2 separate regions of the Mus musculus genome follow, and region 2 is linked to region 1. A link is a contact called in public HiCAR-type data. All regions are on one chromosome and are shown on one strand. The core of a region is the stretch at or near the end of the contact, and the rest is flanking DNA. Distances in the headings are between cores, read along the strand shown.

The links. HiCAR-type assays count read pairs that join an accessible place to other places.
Region 2: a HiCAR-type map of astrocytes shows a contact between it and region 1, with 5 times the contacts expected there. The contact joins the promoter of Farp1 here to the promoter of Cldn10 in region 1. A contact is called at or near these places in 1 of 39 promoter capture datasets (frontonasal cranial neural crest) and 1 of 115 datasets of contacts at active chromatin or transcription factors (astrocytes).

Annotation. Positions count from the first base shown.
Region 1 is chr14:118,851,944-118,857,694 of GRCm38.p6, reverse strand. Cldn10 (claudin 10) reads right to left here and starts at 2,745. Exons shown (of 5, transcript NM_021386.4): 1 at 2,486-2,745. The coding sequence starts at 2,705.
Region 2 is chr14:121,032,367-121,038,117 of GRCm38.p6, reverse strand. Farp1 (FERM, RhoGEF (Arhgef) and pleckstrin domain protein 1 (chondrocyte-derived)) reads right to left here and starts at 2,544. Exons shown (of 27, transcript NM_134082.3): 1 at 2,193-2,544.

The DNA.
Region 1 (5,751 bases), core at 1,496-3,995:
CCTGTGGCCATCAGAGATGAAAAAGAGGTGGCTTTCTTCTACCACTTCAAATATCAGACCCAGCTCCCAACATCCCTGCCTTGGAAATCCAAGATAAAGAGAAGGCAGAGTTGGGGTTGGTGCTGCTCTGGAAAGTTCCACCTGTAGTGGGGGAGGGGGAATCAACTCCCTTTCACGTGGAGGAGTAGCTGTGGCTGAACCCTTGTCTTTTGTACTTGCAAAGGTGCCAGGGTACCACAGAGGGTGAAGTCCGCAAGGGAAAGCCTGGTAGCTATAATCAATCACATCACCTTTTTCTAAGTTCAGTATGGAAAAATGACATCACACACACGAGCAATGGGCTCAGCTTGCACCAAGAAACAACACAAGTATTGTTGTGAGACATACATAGGAAAAGGGAGAAATGGTTAACAAACAAGTCTAAATGGTCAGACTCGCAGGGAGTTAAGGGGAACGCACGCAGACCAAAAATAACAGTAGCCTCACAGCTCTAACGTGCGATTCTGAATGGCAACGGCAAAGAGAAAGCAACGAGGCAGCTGTCCCTGCACTCTGGTAGAATGCAGTTTGTCAGTGTGAACTGGACATTAAAACGCATGCTCTTCCAGCCTGGTGGCAGAACAGTGCACAGAAACACACACGTGCACGCAGAGGAGAAGATAAAGGATTTCAGTGAGCACCAGGGGTCAGCGGCGTCAGTGGGTCATTCTGTCCAGAGTACCGAGAGCTATGCAGCAGCTAAGACTTTTCTTCTATCTGCACCGATTACAAAGACGTAATTAATTTAAAAACTATGTGGAATATATCATTTCTTGTTTTAAAAACATGTTTTCTAGTCACATCAGCATGCCCATTTTGCATATATGCATTTGTGAGTGGCATAACTCTGTTCAGTGCCTGATAATGAGGACTGTGTCCCAGTTCCTCCTCATTACCCAGCCTGTCCAAACCACAGAACACCTCCACCCTCTCAGCAGACATACGAAGGAAACCCCCACGGTCCTGTACGCAAAGCTTGAAGAAGTGTTTCTTTCTTTCTCTCTCCTCTTCCTTGAACCCCAAAACTCCCGAAGAAGGAAGCAGACTTATCTAGCAGGCTATCCCTGGCTACAATAGCATAATAAACAGAACAGTTCTAGAACATAGTGTGAATCCTGTGTTCCTGAATGTAAACCGCAGAAACAAGAGCTTGTCTGTTGTCTCCCGAATGAGCGCTCCGATGAACACAGGAACCTCAGCAACAACGCACGCAGTAAACAGTGTTCCAGCTACTTACTTTATACAACAGGGCCCGGCCCAGGGTGCCGCCTTGTAAAGGCAGGCACCTATTCCCATAGACCAGCTTCCACAGAACACTGAATTGAGCAACAGTTTGCCCTTTGTGGCAAGCACTGTCTTAGGGGAATCAAGTCTTCTATTTACCCAGCTATGCAAATAAAAATGGCAAGAGGAATAATAAAGAAAAGGAAAACGCCTCACATCTAGAAGTGGAGCAAGCTGCTCTTCTTAAGTTTCTGCCAGAATCCATTTAGTCATTTGCAAAACCCTGGAAGAGCCTAGAACATGAACGAGCATTATACTGTATTGACTATACCCTGGAAACTAAACGGTCAGTTTCCTATGGTAATATCTATCTCCAATATATGTATATATATATATATATCTCCAATATATATATACATATAATATAAAATATATATAAATATAAATATAATATAAAATATATAAATATATAAATTATATAAATTATAAATATAACATCTTCCTATGTTAATATCTATCTCCAATTTATATATATATATATATATATATATATATATATATATATATATATATTCATATACCAAGCGAAGAAGACCCAGAATGCTTGCACAAAGCCTGGAAGAGTGGTCACTCATCCTGTTGATCTCTGCTGTCCAACGTCCCCTGCCCTCTGAGCCACTTCACCCCCACCCCCCGTATGAGCAAGGGCTACTGATTTTCTTGAAACTGAGAAAAAGAATGAAGCTCAAGCCCTCAAGTTTGTAGGAGGGATTTTAAAGGAAAACAGCAACAAACTTCAATATGGTTCTTTTGCCTCTCCTCCGTGCCTGGCTTTTCAAAGACTCAATGAACCCGCTAAAGCGATATCAAGGCGAGCATTCATGGATCTCAGTGGTGTCATTTTAATGAGAATCAGATTTTGGTCGTGGGGTGGCCAGCCTCTGCTGCCCTACACTCAGTCCCAGACAGACGCGGGACCAGCCTTGTGCGCCACAACTACCTGAATTGATCCTACTCGTCACCACCAGGGGTTCCCAGGCTCAGAAGACGCCCCACCGGACACCCATCCGTAGACAGCGGGCATCGCAGACCCTCCCGGGGCAGAGTATAAGACCCAGCCTCCCCCACCCGGGAATCCCACGGCCGGTCCATAAGAGGACGCGCCCGCTTGGAAAGCCAGCAAGGAGCAGGGATGGGGATGGGGTCCCAAAGAGATGCAGACCATCCAACGCCAGCATGGAGGGGAACTCCTTGCAGTTGGCGACACCGGTGGAATCGGTAACGCAGATCTTCCACAGGTTGGCAAAATAAGTGGCTGTGGTGATGACAGTGCCATCGATGGTGGAGACCTTCCAGTAGTCGGTGGGCAGTGTGGAAGACACTAGCACCCAGCCCGAGATGGAGACTACGAAGGCGACGATTTCCAAGGCCGTGCTAGCCATGCTGGGCTGCAGCGGCGCTCTCGCTGGTTCCCGATCCCGCTGCCGCGACCCCCACGCGCCCAGCCCCGAGGCTCCGCCCCCGGTCACCGCCTCCGTCCCGCCCACTGGGCACTTGAGGGCACTGGCGGACCCGCACTCACAGTACTGTCAGGGCACCCAGAGCGCGCGGGGAGGTCTTGGGGTACCTCCTGGGTCCCCCGCCCCCAGCAGCTGGCCCGTCGTCTGCAATCGCAAAGCCCTCAGACCAGCGCTCTCCCCTCTCCCCCCGGGCCCGAGGTTCCCAAATCTCTCACAGAGGAGCCGCGGAAACCGGCTCTTTTATTGGTGCTGTCCAGGGACAACCAGATGTGGATAGCCTGCTGCGCCTCCCACCGAGCCACCCCGACTCAGCCCTACCCGCGGCAAATAGCTTGACTCACTGGGTGCCTTGCAAAAGCAGAACAGAAACAACTTTGGTGTGCCCTGAAAAGAAACGGTATGGTAACGCAGCCTCGCTTTGCTGAATGCAAAAGGCCAGTGAGCAACGCTTGTTTGCGTGACCCTGTTTGGCTTGTGAAGAGGGGCATACTGGGACTGAAACTGGCCTTCCCCTTAAAATTCAGTTCTCTTCGGCCTAGTGGCATGTGGAAAGTATTAATCAGGAAGCTCAGACTTAATTGGGAGGTAGCCGATGAGCCCAGCTCAAGTTCCAGAGAGCCCCGTGAGGGTCTTGGCTAATTAATGCACTAGATATGGGGCTGTCATTTGACTCGTTTTCCCCCCAGAGCAACACACTTTCAGTTTGGGGAGTCTGGTCTGGGAGGGTTCTGAAGCAAGAGAGAGATGTCTATGAATCTTTGCTCAGTTGTGTGTGCGTGTGCGTGTGTGTGTCTGTGAGTGTGGAGACCAGAGAGCAGCCCCTGGTGCCATCTACTTTGTTTAGTGGTCCTTCTCACTGCGACTTGTCTTTCAGATTGGCCTAGGCCCGTGCCGCGAGTCTCAGGGATTCCCTTTCTTTGCCTCCCTCCCCAGCTGTACACCCACCGCGGGTCTGGCCTTTTACAGAGGGGCTGGGGATCCAAACTCAAGCTTTACTGATTGTGTATCTCCCCAGCCCTTCTCGACTTTTGTTTTTATCTTGCTTGTGTGAGTGAGAGAGAGAATTATGAGTGTGTGCATAGTGTTTGTGCATGTGTGTGAGTGTATGCACACAGTAGGTGAGAGTGTGTGGGCGTGTGGGTGCGGCTTGTGTGCGTATCTGTATGCATGCATGTGTGAGAATATGTGTGTGTGCTGTGCGAGTGTGTGTGAGTGTGTGTGTGTGTGTGTGTGTGTGTGTGTGTGTGTGCAGGTCAGAGTTAGACATTAAATATCAACCTTTAGGGCTGTTCACCCTATTTTCTGAGACAGGATCCATCACCAAACTAGGAGCTCACCATTCTAGCAAACTGACTGGCCAGTGAGCTCTGAGGTTGCTGTCACGCTCAGCTTTTACAGAGGTGCTGAGAAGCTGAGTCCAGGCCCTGCTCTGACTGAGCTGTCTCCCCAGCCCCCACCAGCTTAAAACAAACAAACAAAACCCACTCTAACTTTCCCACCTAACTGAAGAATAAACTTATTCATTCATCTTTCCTCTGCTGTCTCAAGATAAACACAAAGATCAAGGTGTCCTTCCAGCTCCTGAGGTCACAAATCTGGGCATCAATGAGAGGACAAAGACACTGGCTTCATTATGGGCTTATTATATTGTCCATTAAAGTTCTTGCAGTTCTTGGTGTGACCTTTCAGGATCTGCTTCTTGCCAAAAGTAACCAAAGGTCTACAACACATAAATCAGCCAGCTACAAAGAAGCAGGCTCCTAGTGGAGGCTCACAATCTCCTCCGTGCAGAGCTCCCCTGGCCATTTGGGAAGAATGTAGCTGCTTGTTGCTTTTCTTTACTTTAACCAAGTGAAACACAGTGAGACCTGAAATGACTATGTGCCCATGAAGCGGGCGCAAAGCTGGACACTGAATTACTAAAACTTGGGCTCGGGAAGGACCAGAGGAAGATGAGTTCTACTCGTCCTTGTCCATCTATTTACAGAATAATATTGAGAGAACGCTCCACACTCCAGGGCCCAGGGTTTAACAAGGTATCTATTATTGTTTTAATTAATGACCCCTTTGGACACATTTTCAATATTGAACTCAAATCCATCCCTGCCTGATTTCTACCCAGTGCTACAATCTGAGCTATGAGGAAACATCAGACTCTTTCTCTTGGCTGTGCAGCCTCAGGTAGGTGGTGTGCTTGTGTGTGCAGTCTCATGGCTGTGGAAAGGAACGTGAGGGTGAACACGGTTTGGTCAGTCGGCGGCAGACATAGGTACGTCCTGTTCTGGCCTTAAGCTCAACTTGACCTAGTGTGTCACTTGGGGTTCACTAGTGGGTCAAACTTAAGAGCAAAGTTTGTCATCTCCTGTTTACTCACATCAGCCCCCCTGGGAGTTTTTTTTTGATCTCCCATGAAACACTCCCACCTCTGGGTTCCTGCCCTTTGTCATAGTTTCATGTCAAATTTCTTCCTGAACCCCATTCCTGATCTAATTTTGTATTTTGAGCTTGAATATTCTCTGTGACGTTGGTTAAAATTAGTATTATCCAAATTACTTTTTTGTCCTTGATCACAGGCTTTTTGCTCTGTCTTGATAATTTGTTAACCATTTCTTGTTTTTTCTTGACAGAACACTGGCACAAAAATATTTTGATAAGAAAAAATGTTTAGCATTGTGGTTATACCTCTGCTAGGTTCATGCTTACCAAGTGGTTGGTTGTAAATTCCACTACTTGGCTCCAGAGGCATACTGTTTTAAAGTTATAACTGTGGAAATTGTTTCTTGTTCTCTCTCTGAAAGTTAAAAAATGTACTATATTTCTGTCTATTGCACTTGGGAGAAACAACCCACCAATCACGAGCTATGCAAACAAAGCTTCCAGAGGCAAGAAGTTGTGAATTTCAAGGGAGAACTCCACGTACTCCTGGCCCTGCCTTACCACATCACTCACTAATGAAGCCAAAACCTCC
Region 2 (5,751 bases), core at 1,295-3,794, 2.2 Mb before region 1:
CCAAGTGAATTTAACGACTAGGCTTTCTTCCCCGCACCCCCTCCTTTCTGTTATTGAGATTGGAATTAAGGCTGGCCTTGAATTTATGAGCCCCCTCCTTCTGCCTCCAGGACACTAGGATTATGTGGCCCCATACCTCCTTGTCCTTTTCAATATTACTTTTAATATTGAAAAGCTTCATCTTTAAATATTGTCTCTTGGATAATGTGATGAAAAACAAGACAAAAAACTGTCCCAAAAGAATATCCTAGTATTGACACCCAATAAGAGAATATCAGTATAGAAAAGTACACTAAAAATAGACATGATATGCACACCTATCTATAATCCTGGCATTCGGGGTAACTGAGACAGGAAGATCTCCAGTGAGACCAATCAGGGATACACTCTAAGATCCTATCACAGAAGGAAGTGGGGTGCAGAGGGGGATGTTTACATCGTATATCTAACTTCAGAAGGATTCCAACTTACAGAACTCCTAAATCTTAACAGCATATCCCAAGTCAGAGGAGCACACTACAGTTCTGCACACACCCCCACCCCCACACACACCATGAGAAGGTAGTTACCTCATCGATGACCAAGTATTTCTAGCTTCCTGTGGGTTTGGCAGACATCTGCTCACTATCTACTCCACCGACTCCCCCAGTAGACCAGTCACTGCCCAATAATGCTTCTATTTATTTTACCCAGAAGCAGAGCTATTAGCCAGACATACTAAAAACACAAACGTTTCGTTGTGCTTGGAGAAGGTCCAATATTAGTGTCTTGCTGCAGACCGATGCTGCAGGAATATAAAGTGGGCTGTGTGGATGCCAGACCCACGGAAGACGTGCATTTTCAGAGACCCACCCACCTGAAAAGCTGAGGCTAAGATGCCAGCAAGAAATGTGGGGCTGAGGGGAAAGACGACAGGGATTTGAAAAGGGCCCCACCTTAGCTTTCAAAACACCAAACCAATTTTTAAAGGCAACTCCTCAACTAAAGCTTTCATAATCCAAAAGGCTTTCCCCCTCTTTCTCCATTCCTTGTTCAGATAGAAAAAGAGAAGTAAGACAACGCTAGGGGAATGTTCTGAAGTGGGCTTGGCCAAGTCCCCACGTGCAAAGCACATTAAACATGGCCCATCGTTGGGTCGAGGTTATGGTCAGAAAACGCTGCCTACTAAGGGAGGGATTGGAAGTCTGGAGGGTAAACCATGGGCAGGGGCCAGGTTTAAGGTTGTCAAACGCGGTAAACTAGCACGGAGGAAGGCTGAAACAAAAATAAATGAAACAGCCGGAGGCCACTGAACTCCGGAGCCGGAGCCGGGGAGGGGAGGAGAAGCTGAGCCTGGTAAACTGTTCCAGATGAGAGGCAGTTATTCGCTCCCACATCTTCACCAGCACGTCTCAAACCTCGTTCCTTTGTGAGCCCTACCTCCCTATTTTCTAGGGGGACTCTAGAAAATCCCTGCCAGCCGTGGTTTCCGGGTCCCAACAAGGAATCTGGTACTCCTCCACGACCCCTAGGTCTAAGACTCACCGGGGTCCGGATGGATCACAAGGCTAAAGTTTTCCGAACTTAAATCGTAAAAAATCACAATCAGAAGTTCTGAACTCCCCGTCCCCCCACACAAAAATAATAATATATATCCTGTGCTTTAAAAAGGGAGGGGGAAACTTCCCCCTCCATAAGGCAGAGAGTAAAGAGAAACAAGATCTAACTTAAGAGGGCGTGTTCCTCTTTGTCACCCACCGGGAGGTTCTCGCCGCCCGTGGGCGAGATGCAGTGACCCGGCGGCACGGCGGCACCCGTGCTGCCGGGAGACGGACCTCCAGAGCCGAGATTGCAGCCTGAGGTCCGGAAGAGGCGTCGGGGGCGCTGTCACCCGGCAGGGTGGGATGGGAGGAAGCGGGGGAGGGGCGCCCAAGGAGAGGAAGCCAAGCTGGGGAGAACCCACGAGCTCAGAGCCCCGCAGCCCAGGTCCGCGGAGGTGAGCTCCACCGGTGCCCGAGGAACCGTGGCTTCTGCTATTGTTGCGGGGCCTGCGGCCGCCGGCTACAAAAAGGACCGTTCCCGTGGACTCCGCAGCCAGCTCGGCCGGCGCCCAGGGCCGCGAGCGCGGGGACTCGCACAAGTTGCCGCCGCGGCCCGGTCCACCCAGGCGGCCGCCCTCCCGCCGCGGTCATTGTTCGCCGCACGCCTCCTACCTCGGTGGCTCCGGGTCCGGGCTGCGGGCTGCGGGCTGCAAGGCTGGCGAGGGCGCGGCGGCGGCGAGCGAGGGGTCCCCGCGGGCGGCGGGCGCGCGAGCTAGGCAGGCGGCGGCCGGCCGAGGTCCGAGCCATCAAAGGTGGCGCGGGGCGGAGGGGAGGGCGGAGCAGGCGGGGTGGGTGGGGAGCGAGCTCCGGGTCGCCGCGGCCGCCTCGACGCCCGGCCCGAGCGCCACTCGCGTGGGGAGGAGCGGCGCAGAGCGGGCGGTGGCCGCGTCCCCGCCCCGCACCTTCTCCGGGCTCCCCGCTCCCCGCAGCCGCTGCGCCCGCGCCGGGACCAGCCGCCTCCGAGGCTGTTGAGCGGGAAATGAGGGCCACCACTGCCCCTCCCAGGGCCTGGGCCGAGCCCTCGGCAGGGGGAGCCTGGGCACAGCCTGGGGACGGCGGAGAGCCACAGCCCCCTCCAGCGTCCGAGCCGTGACCTGCGCCCGCACAGCGGCCCCGCCCCGCTCCGCCCCGCCCCGGAGGCAGGTGCGCAGAAAGGTGGACCGTGGGCAGGGCCACGCCACCCTGGAGCTGTGCCTTACTTGGGCGTGTGGCAAGAGCTGGTGTCTGAGCTGCACCACCAAGCCAAGAGCGGGAAGAAGCGCCACCGCGGAGACGCGAGCGCTAGTCGCTGGTGTCCAGCGGGATGCGGAGGCCCGGAGGGAGATTCGTGGCACTGACTCCGCAGGTCGCCTTTGGAAGCCTGACAGAGAACTACGACATCACGTGGAAAGCGTTTTACAAAGACCCACGAATTCCGCCCCCCACCCCTTCCAGGCCACTAGCGCAGGCTTCCGGCACCACCCTAAGCGGCGCGGTATTCAATGCCAGAGACACAGGTGCCACCTCTGATGCTGCTCGGGCTCAGTGCCCACCACCTGAGCGAATCCCAGGACAGTGCCCAACCCCACCTCTCTCCGACCAGGGACAGCAGAATGCCCTGCTTAGTGTGGCGAGATTTAGAATGACTTGCAGTTATTTGATTCCGTTTTTTTTTCCCCCAGAACTTGGTGATATAGTCGGAAGATTCATGATCAGAAGGCCCACGATACTAGGTGACTTTCAATCACTATCCCCACCCACTAGGTGCCATTTTTCCTTCGTCCTTCTTCCCTGTCTCTGTCTGGGAAAGATCTTGGGCCACTGACCGTATGGAACACAGGAAAGCCTTGTTCTGCCGGATCCAGAGGCTAGTGTGGACCCGCCCCTAGAGCCAATTTGGCTCAGATTCCGGTCATTTTCCACCCTGGAGGAGTTCACTGACCTCAGTCGCAACTACAACGGAGCTACAACTGAACTTAACCAAGTGAAATTGTCTCTGTGGCTAGGGAGGGAGGCTGAAGACATGAAAGCTTGATTATCAGAGAGGGGCACCTGTAAGTCATGGGAGTCAAAAGCAGTCTGCGGAGGGTTGGGGCTGTTTCTTGCATGCTGCAAAATCCCTCTGGCCTCTGGGGAACCAGACAGGCCTTGGGCGATTTGCTAGAGAGAATCATGGGTGGGTTGGAAGCTAGCTCTGTGGCCAAACTGTGTGTGGCTTTACAAGTATGGGTGAGCTATTTTCAGCCAGTAATTTTCTTAAGTGTAGTGGTCAAACTGCCACCAAGAGCAGCAGCACTCGATTTTAAATTCCTCTCCCACTCCTCCCCAGAAAGTCTCCTCATGTAGCCCAGACTGGTCCTCGTGCCTCTACCTCTTAAGCATTAGGATTTCGGTCTGAACCACCAGGCCCAGTAAAGGAAAGCAAATTCAAGCAATTATCACACCTTAAGAACCGCTATAATGGGGAACCGACCACAGGTTCAGAGTCTCTTCACAGGATAAGAAGACAGTGGCCAGACTGATTTCTGAGGTTGGGACATGACATGGATGGGTTTAAAGTTATTACAGGTTATTCCCAGTGTGCAGCCTGGCTTTACTAACAACCTCTGATGCTGTGGAATCGCCTGGGAATCTTGTCCCAGTTCGGATTCTGTATCGGTCTGTTTCAAACATTCCGGGTGATGTATTTTGGTTGGTCCGGGGACTGTGTTGGCAGACATGTGCTGTGTCCCATGACTAAAGCAATATAGTACCAAAAAGGCAAACCATAACATTTCCCCAGTCCACCCTCACCGAAGATCCCCTTTTTCTACATTTAGTGTTTGGTTCAACTGACTTGAGTGTCTAGGATATGACCAGTTTGGTTTTGCTCTCAGAGTTATTTATTGGGTCTTTGTATGTCGGGATGTAGATGCCACCATGCATGTATGTGAAGGTCAGAGGACAACTTGTAGGAGTGGTTTCTCCTTCCACCAAGTGGGTTCCAGGAATCAAATGTGCATCATCAGGATTGGTACCGAGCACCAAAGCACCCTTACCCCACTGAGCCATCCTGTAGGCTCTGGCCATGCTGTTTTATTATCTCAGCATTAATAATAACTAAGAAGGTAACTGGTTTTGGAGGCAATCCGAGGGAGCCAGAAGTCTGAGGAGGAGCTGGTGGGAAGACGATCACTATGGAGATTAGGACGAGAGCCCCTCCATGCTCAGAGCCCCTCCATGGCACAGAATTCACTCAATTAGATTTGTCGCTATCACTTCAGCCCCTATAACCAAGGTGTCTCTTGTCGTAGCAAATCACATCTGCCTCTCGAGTTCAGAATATACTTAGGATGTTCTAAGCCGTGGGTGAAGTTACTTAGTCACCTATTATTAACCCTTTTATTATTTTATCTCTTAAAAAGTGATTCATGCTGATAGTTCTAGTACATCGAAGGATGAGGCAAGAGGGTGCTTTTCTGTGACAGACATTTCCTGGGGAGACACAAAGCACAGGGCCACTCTGCCCAGAAAGGAAACAGGCCAAAGTCACAACGGTACCACAGCGCAACCTGGGGAGCCAATGAGAATGTATTGGGGTAACTAGCAAGAGTGTGGGTGAGCAAAGACATGGCCCCAGAGTAGCTGTGTTACCAAAGAGCCTGCCCCAGCACAGGTAACCACAGTACTTACAGGACATTGCACAGGACTGGTGGGAGAAGCTCCTGACAAGCATGGGGGCTGCTAGTTTCCCCCCAAGGTCAGCTTCTCAGACCTGTGAGGTTTGTTTACTTCCTGAGTTTCAAAAGATGCCCCCTCCCCCTGCCTGGGGGGATGTTTCCACTTGAAGGAAGAGGCTTCCAAGGGGTGGCAAGTTAAACATCAGCCTGAACTTCATAGGGACATCTTGTCTGTCTGTCTCCCTCCCTCCGCCCCCCCCCCCACAATTATTTTCTTTGTGGAGAGCATGCACTGTTCTTGCAAATGACCTGAGGTCAGTGAGCAGCACCCACATCAGTCAACTGCTTTCCATTCCAGTTCTTCTGCATGTACACATAAATAAATCTTTCAAAACAGAAACAGGTGGATATGGTGGCATGTGCCCTGATCTTAACACTACCAAGGCAGAAGCAGCCAGATCTCTGTGAGTTTGAGTATAGCCTGGTCACTATAGTCAGTTTCAAACCAGCATGACCTAAATAATGAGACCCTG